Linked DNA regions of Mus musculus: region 2 is linked to region 1. The links are chromatin contacts, called in public HiChIP or PLAC-seq maps. All regions are on one chromosome and are shown on one strand. The core of a region is the stretch at or near the end of the contact, and the rest is flanking DNA. Distances in the headings are between cores, read along the strand shown. Region 1 overlaps Wwtr1 (WW domain containing transcription regulator 1). Region 2 has its middle 12 kb from the start of Mir6377.

What was found. HiChIP or PLAC-seq counts read pairs in DNA pulled down with a chosen protein or histone mark.
Region 2: a contact with region 1 is called in an H3K27ac HiChIP or PLAC-seq map of heart atrium, with 7 read pairs. The contact joins two enhancer-like sites. A contact is called at or near these places in 3 of 484 Hi-C or Micro-C datasets (the HL-1 cell line, embryonic fibroblasts and uterus), 2 of 115 datasets of contacts at active chromatin or transcription factors (fibro-adipogenic progenitors and heart atrium) and 1 of 9 other capture datasets (embryonic stem cells).

What each region holds. Positions count from the first base shown.
Region 1 is chr3:57,504,669-57,507,900 of GRCm38.p6, reverse strand. The region is part of intron 2 of Wwtr1 (WW domain containing transcription regulator 1); the gene reads left to right. Among named protein-coding and RNA genes, the nearest start is that of Wwtr1, 70 kb to the left of the region's middle. Within about 2 kb of position 1,705, at least 10 of the 459 cell types and tissues checked have an H3K27ac peak or open chromatin away from gene starts, as enhancers often do. A contact at or near this core is called in heart atrium, where this site is marked.
Region 2 is chr3:57,603,273-57,606,811 of GRCm38.p6, reverse strand. No RefSeq gene overlaps it. Among named protein-coding and RNA genes, the nearest start is that of Mir6377, 12 kb to the left of the region's middle. Within about 2 kb of position 2,026, at least 17 of the 459 cell types and tissues checked have an H3K27ac peak or open chromatin away from gene starts, as enhancers often do. A contact at or near this core is called in heart atrium, where this site is marked.

The sequences.
Region 1 (3,232 bases), core at 456-2,955:
CAGGGCTATACAGAGAAACCCTGTCTCGAAAAACCAAAAGAAAAAAAAAAAAAAAAAAAGAGCTGAGATGACATTACATCGGGGCTGTTAACATACACCTTTGTTATAGAGAGCGGTAATCAGGACCGGTGAATCAAGTTCATCTATATCTAAATTGGACTTATAATGTCATGGGGATTGCAAGATTTAAAAACAAACAAACAAACAAACCTTTTGTATGCCATGCAGTTTGTTCCATGGTCATGAGAAAAGTTTACATTTCACTGGAAGAGAAATAATTCTACTCCCCAAAATAAGACGGAGTCAAGGAAGAGGTCAAAGAGGAACTTCATCAAAATAGCATTACGATGGACTTGCTCCTTAGTGTGCCTTATTGTTCCTGTCTCATGGGTACCGTTATCTTTATGACCTGCTAGGTTGTGGTGGGTAAAGGGGCAGGGGGAAGGCTTTCATGGCCTGATGATTGGAGCACTCATCCTGACTGTAGTGTGAAACTGATATATCAAAGAAAGAGGGGCAAAGGCATAGGGCAGTAAAAAGATAAGGGCACTTATAATCATTTCCATTTTTATACCTTTCTATGCTTCCAGCATATAAAACACATTATACATTATTGTCATGTGGCTTTCTTCCATAAACAGAAGTGTACTAGGTCAAGGACTGGCAAGTAAATCCTTCCACAAACACCAGACCATTTATTTGCTGGGCACTGAGAAGCTGGTAGATTCTATTTTTCAGATAAGGGTTTATCTTGGCTTTTAATGCTTCTATATGTATATGTTGTTTATATATAAAATGCTTCTCATTTTTTATTCCTGGCCAGAGCACTGTGCATCACGCATAGTAGGTATATAGACTTTGGTTGTTGGGTCAACTTTGTTAGCCTTGAACTTGAAGCAGGAGATGCCTGACACTAATAAGTGAACTTGGGAATCCTGGTCATGAATCATGAAACCTGTAAGTGATTGTTGATAATCTAGGATGCTTAGAACAGACCGGCTTTCCTTGCATGTGTTTTTGCTTAGCATATTTACTATAGGGGCTTTGTTTTGCATCTCTTTGGCTATGGATGCCAAGTTTGGGGTGGGTTATTCAGTTAGGTGACACAGGGTCTGTGCTAGTGTTAAAGTTCAGGTTCCCAGGTATGTTGTGATTTCAAGATTGTGATCTTTTAGGATTGTAAAGAGTCTGTAGTAGGTTACAGGGGTAGTAGTGGCTCTGGAGAGCCCCGAATTTGTGTGTGTGTGTGTGTGTGTGTGTGTGTGTGTGTGTGGCTTTGGAGATCTATTCCCAGGAATAATTTAGATTCCATATGGACTTGGGATAGAACAAATCTAAGTGGGAGAGGAGAGGAAAAGGAGAAAGGGAAAGGAAAGCCATCAAGACCGAGGGCACATGGTCTTTCTCATCTGAAGGAAAAGTAATATGTAGGACAAAGCAGTAGGAGAGGAGAAAACCAGACAGTCCCCCCAGGCTCATGGGCAGGGCCAGGCTTGGAAGTAAGGGGTAACCTAAGGGCAAGAGTGCTTCCTCTCTTTATTGTAGTTAATCTTTACCCACAGACTTTATCTCATAATTAGAATCGTTTTGTATTAATCCACGGGGAAGAGAATTTGACACATCGGTTTCCCAGTAGCCATCCTTTCCGGTCCAGAATCTTTCCAGAGGCACGCTGGCCTTTTCTGTCTGCTGGCAAACCCCAGGTCCCTGGATGTGCTCCTGCTCATTGGTGACTAGCCAGTTCTGGAGCCAAGTCCTGCTGGGGTTTGAAGTCTAGTACAGGTTTGTCCTTCCAAGGAAGGAGAACGGCCACTCCTTCCTTATTTGTTGTGGGCGCTTTTCCCACCACATGCTATTCGAGGCTCGTCACGGGAAACCTTTGTAGGGATTTTGTTTTTTAAGTCTATGGAAAAGTTTGTGATTGTCAAGAAAAGCTTCCCTTCCTCTTAGGAACTGCTATTCTTTGTAAACTACATGGGGCCAACAGACTGGTTCCATTTACTCCCAATCTTTTAAGACTGCAGGAAGATATGGGGGGGGGAGTGTAATTTTTCTTTTCATTTCATTTATGTATTTTATGTTGTTATTGCCTTATTTGTTTGAGGCAAGGTTTGTAGCTTTGGCTGACCTTGAATTTAGAGAGATTAGCCTGACTCTGCCGGGAGTGTTGGGACTAAAGGCATATGCCACCACACCTGGCTCCAAGCTTATATCTGAAGATCAAGTTCTTTGCCTATGCTATAAGGATTTCTGAATTCTTTCAAAATGAAGTATCTTCAGTCATCCCTATTTTTTTATATCTTTATTGTCTTTATGTGCTTCAAAGAACTTATATTCTTTTGGGAAAGAAATAGGACTGTTCTTCAGACTAAGGGAGTGAAGGGGGTTTGGGTTAGAAGGAGCTTCGTCAAAGGGGGAAGACAGCTGACGCGTAAGTCTACGGTTTATCTTCAGTAGTGGCTGTCAGGCAACCTACATATTTGCGCATTACTTTTCCTTTGTTCTTGTATGTGTGTGCCTTCATGAGTATTTTAGCCTTTGTTAATTATAAAATCATCTCACAGTCACAAAACCATGTACATAGGAATACACAACAAAACAAAATCAAACAAACCCCCCACTAATGAGCCCGTTATTTGCATATGTCATCATACACAGTTAGTTCCCCCAACCCCTTTACATTTGGAAATAGCATGTATTTATAGAGTATATAGAACATAAGGAGACTTAGGATATAACAATATATAGATGTGTTGGTGTTAATTTCCACAAGAGATTATACTTTTTAAATAGAAGACCTTTTCTTAAAGTAGACCCAGCAGGAGAATAAAGCCAGGAAGGAGGTGGGAGTAGAAAGGAAGTGGGATTAATCTAGTTAAACTCTCCGGCTTGGCACACAGCGTGGTCACACTGAGAAACAGGAGAAGGGAAGTGACTCAGTCATATTAATAGAGGCAGCCAGGGATGAGACAGGGAATAGCATCTTTTGGGGCTGGGAGCTGGGTGAGGGGAGCCAATGCTGAAGTCTCTAAATCACTTAATGATAGGAGAAGTTAGTTTTCAAATTAAATCTTGAACACTGTGGTTAGCCTTGTGACCAATATAGTTTTCCTTGAGCTTTTGCATTTAGATGGGAAAGAAATCACATAAGCCAGGGACAGGTATCCAACCCTTTGACAGTGTGACAAGATATGGTTTACAAAGGCATTGTCTCCGTTCATAGCCAATTTTT
Region 2 (3,539 bases), core at 777-3,276, 99 kb before region 1:
ACACATAAAATAATTTAAAAATAAAATTAAACTAAGATATTCTGACAATCCTGAATGAGGATAAACCTTGAGATTATGTAAATATAATAAACCAGCTACAAAGATACAAACACTGACTATAATTTATACAAAGTGGTTATTGTTATCAGATTCATAGAAGAAAAGGGAATATGGTCTCTGCCAGGGACAGAGGTAGGGGTTAAGGCAGCGGAGAAATCTCTAACACCTCAAATGGGAGTGCAGAGAATCAGCAGCTGAAGAGGAGTGAGGAAGTACGCACAGAGAAAAGGACCCTCTGCAAAGATGAAAATCCAGACTCTTCTCCAGGGCTGTTCTTGTTGTTTGCTTGTTTGTTTTTAATGTCTCTAAAGAGTCTACCTCTCAAATATTGGACTGGACAGTTTGAAGAAAGATAAAACGGGAAGAACCTGCAAGGCCTTTGGTTTACTTGGCCAAGCTTTCGCCTTAAGTCTTGGGAGATGACCACTTTTATCACCTCTCCCTATTGGTCTCCCAGGGAATCTATCTAATGCCTAGTCCCTCCAGTGTACAAGATGGAAACTGCTGGGGGTTAGCTTAAAAAGATGAAAAAGCAGAAAAGGAGAGGCACATCTGACCTCAGACATGTAGGACCATGTTTATTGATCACACCATGACAGGTTATTACGTTACCCACAGGAAACTGAGCCATATGTCCCATGCTATGCAGGAAGATGAGAGATTGCCCTCCGAGTCAGATGGCTGTGACCCTTATAAGGATGGAAAATGATTGTAGTGTATTTCCTCTTGAGTCCCCACTTCTGGCCATAAGGGAAACTAAGAAGTGTAGGCTTTTAACTGGAAACTATCAAATATGCTTATTATTAGTGAACTACACACTTTAAGATGATGAAGATGGACCCACAGCAGTACCCAGAAGATGAGCACTGTCCTCTTGTAGCAGAATGATATAGATGGAGAGGGCCTGGGGCCAAAGACAAAGGAAGATGGCCAGAGTTGTATCATTCCAGTTTCGGTGAATGCAGGTCATGTTGCCCATAACGCAGGAAATCTGAGCTGGAGCTGAGCCAGAAGAAAGTACAACTGTGAATTCAGTGACAGACTGATTAAATATAGGTGTGCAAAGATACTCACTTGGGTGTAAGTTGGCACTAAGAACCTATGTGGCCTCTAGTCTAGAATTTTCTGTTGGGCCCTGGGGACTTTGAGAAGTGTTACTGTAAGTTTTCACTGTGCACACAAGCAGCAGAAGCCCTGAGAAAGCTTAGGAATGTGTGTGTGTGTGTGTTATTATAACGATATATGTAATATATAATGAGTTATGATTACATATAATATAATACAGAAAGCATATATATTGCGTGAGTGTTTAGCCTGTGTGCGCGTCTGTGCTCCAAGTTTGTGCCTGGCGTCCTCAGAGGCTGGAAGAGGTGCCAGATCCCCTGAAACTAGAGTAATAGGAGTACCTACAGTGAACCACAATGTAGGTGCTGAAAATCAAACATGGGTCCTCTACAGAAGCAACAAGTGCTCTTAACTATTGAACTATCTCTCCAGCCCCTGTTTAACTTTGCCTAAGTTTTTCTCAAGTCAGTTGACTGCTGTACCCTTTTCCCCATTAAAATGTCTTCTGACTTACTAAGGACTACATTGGGGAAACTGTTCTTTGATCTATGAAGATGTTATTGTTGTTAGCAAAGTAAAGCAAAGGTCAGAGTGGTTGCTAGATCTGTGAATATTCAGTATGGTTACCCAATAGATGGTGGAAGCTTCCAGAACCTCAGGCCTGACCTGGAAACTGAGGACACTAACCCCTCAATATGGACAGTAGACTGCTAGAGGCTTTTGATCAAAGACAGCTTGCTCTCTTGGCTTTCTAACTCAAGTGCATGTGCCAGTAGAGACTTGGCCCAGTCTCTGCCTTGTTCTTTTTATCCTCCATATTGGCTTCTTGTCCTCACTTTTCCATTTGCATAACTAATATACACAGCACAGAGTTCCTGCAATTCTAAAGACATCTGGCCAGCACATCTTGAATGCTGATGTCAGGAAACATCTGGAAGAGAGTTAAAGTTACTGCCGGCCCAATGGAGAACAATGGAAGTATGTTAATATGGAAAAATCAGCAGGGGGTGGGGTTGGCTTGTGTAATAAAGATGGCTGCCAGGACAACTTATAAAAGTTTGCAAACTCTGTCGCATTTTGAGCATTCACACCACTGAGCATTAGAGCAGAAAGCCAATTAAAATGAAAGCATTGCCACTTTCTTTTGGACCCTTCCCCTAAAAGCTTTCCTTTTCTTTCTTTTTAAAATACATTCATTTTTGTCATCCGCACCTCCACCCCCAGCAAGATGATGTGGACCAAACCCAGAGCTTTGCATATACTGAGTAATCTACCACTGAGCTCCACCCCAGCCCCACGACCTTCCTTTCCAGAAAGCTTCCTGCCAGCTAGCCAAGATATACTTTTCTAAAAGCACAATGAACCAAGTCTTATTTTATAGTAGCATTAGTATGATCTTCCTCCCTTCCTGATCTCTCTCTCTCAAATTATAAACACATAAAATACTTTTTGTTCACCCATAATCTCTGTCTCTAAGAAGTTGGAAAAGTGAAGAAGAGGGCTCAGTACTTGTGACACAAGCCTGATTGACCCCCTAGTGGGGAACTGACTCCCAAAGGTTGTCCTCTGATTTCCACACTCTCTCCCTGGGTAATAATTAATAAAGCAGAGTAAATCAACGAGAGAAGACAGGTGCTTATTTAGCATATCAAGGTGGACCTTTGTTAGCATATCAAAGCCTCCAGGTTCTCCCAGCATCCCTCAGTCCTTGCCTGCCACAGGGTATAGCTGGCATATCTGTTCCCCGAACTCTTGAGCCCAAGGGTTGGGCTGCCCTTCCTCCAAAAGATCTTCCCTATATAATATAGATATTTTGATTACCCCCTCTCAGTTCCTCTTTTGATCCCTTTGTTCCTTTGGCCCCGTGGGTGCTGTACTTGGATCCTCTCTCACCCTCCTCCTCCTCCTCCTCCTCCTTTTCCCACATGGTCCAGTGTCATGAGCACTCTGGGCTTTCCCAGATGTTGCTTCTGGCTCTGTCTCCCTTCTATAATAATAATAATAAATAATATCTATAATAAACGCTCTCCTCTACCATACCTACAAGCAGTCATGTGCTTTCCTTTCCATTTAATTTCTTTCTTTCTTTTTTTTTTTTTTCTTCATTCAACTGTCTTAATTAAAAAAGGATAGGAGAAGGTCAGAAATAAAACTCGCTCGCTGCTAACATGATTGCCTAACACACAGGAGGCCTTTTGGATCTATCCCCAGTGTGGCAAGAATCTCACACACACACACACACACACACACACACACACACACACACACACACACACATACACCCATGCTCTCAAAAAATGAATAAATAAAAGGCAGACCTGGGCATCACTAATGGGCAGACTGAAATGTTTACTTTTTATTTGTTTGTTTGGTTTTGGTTTTTCAAGACAGGGTTTTCCTGTGAAATCCTGGTG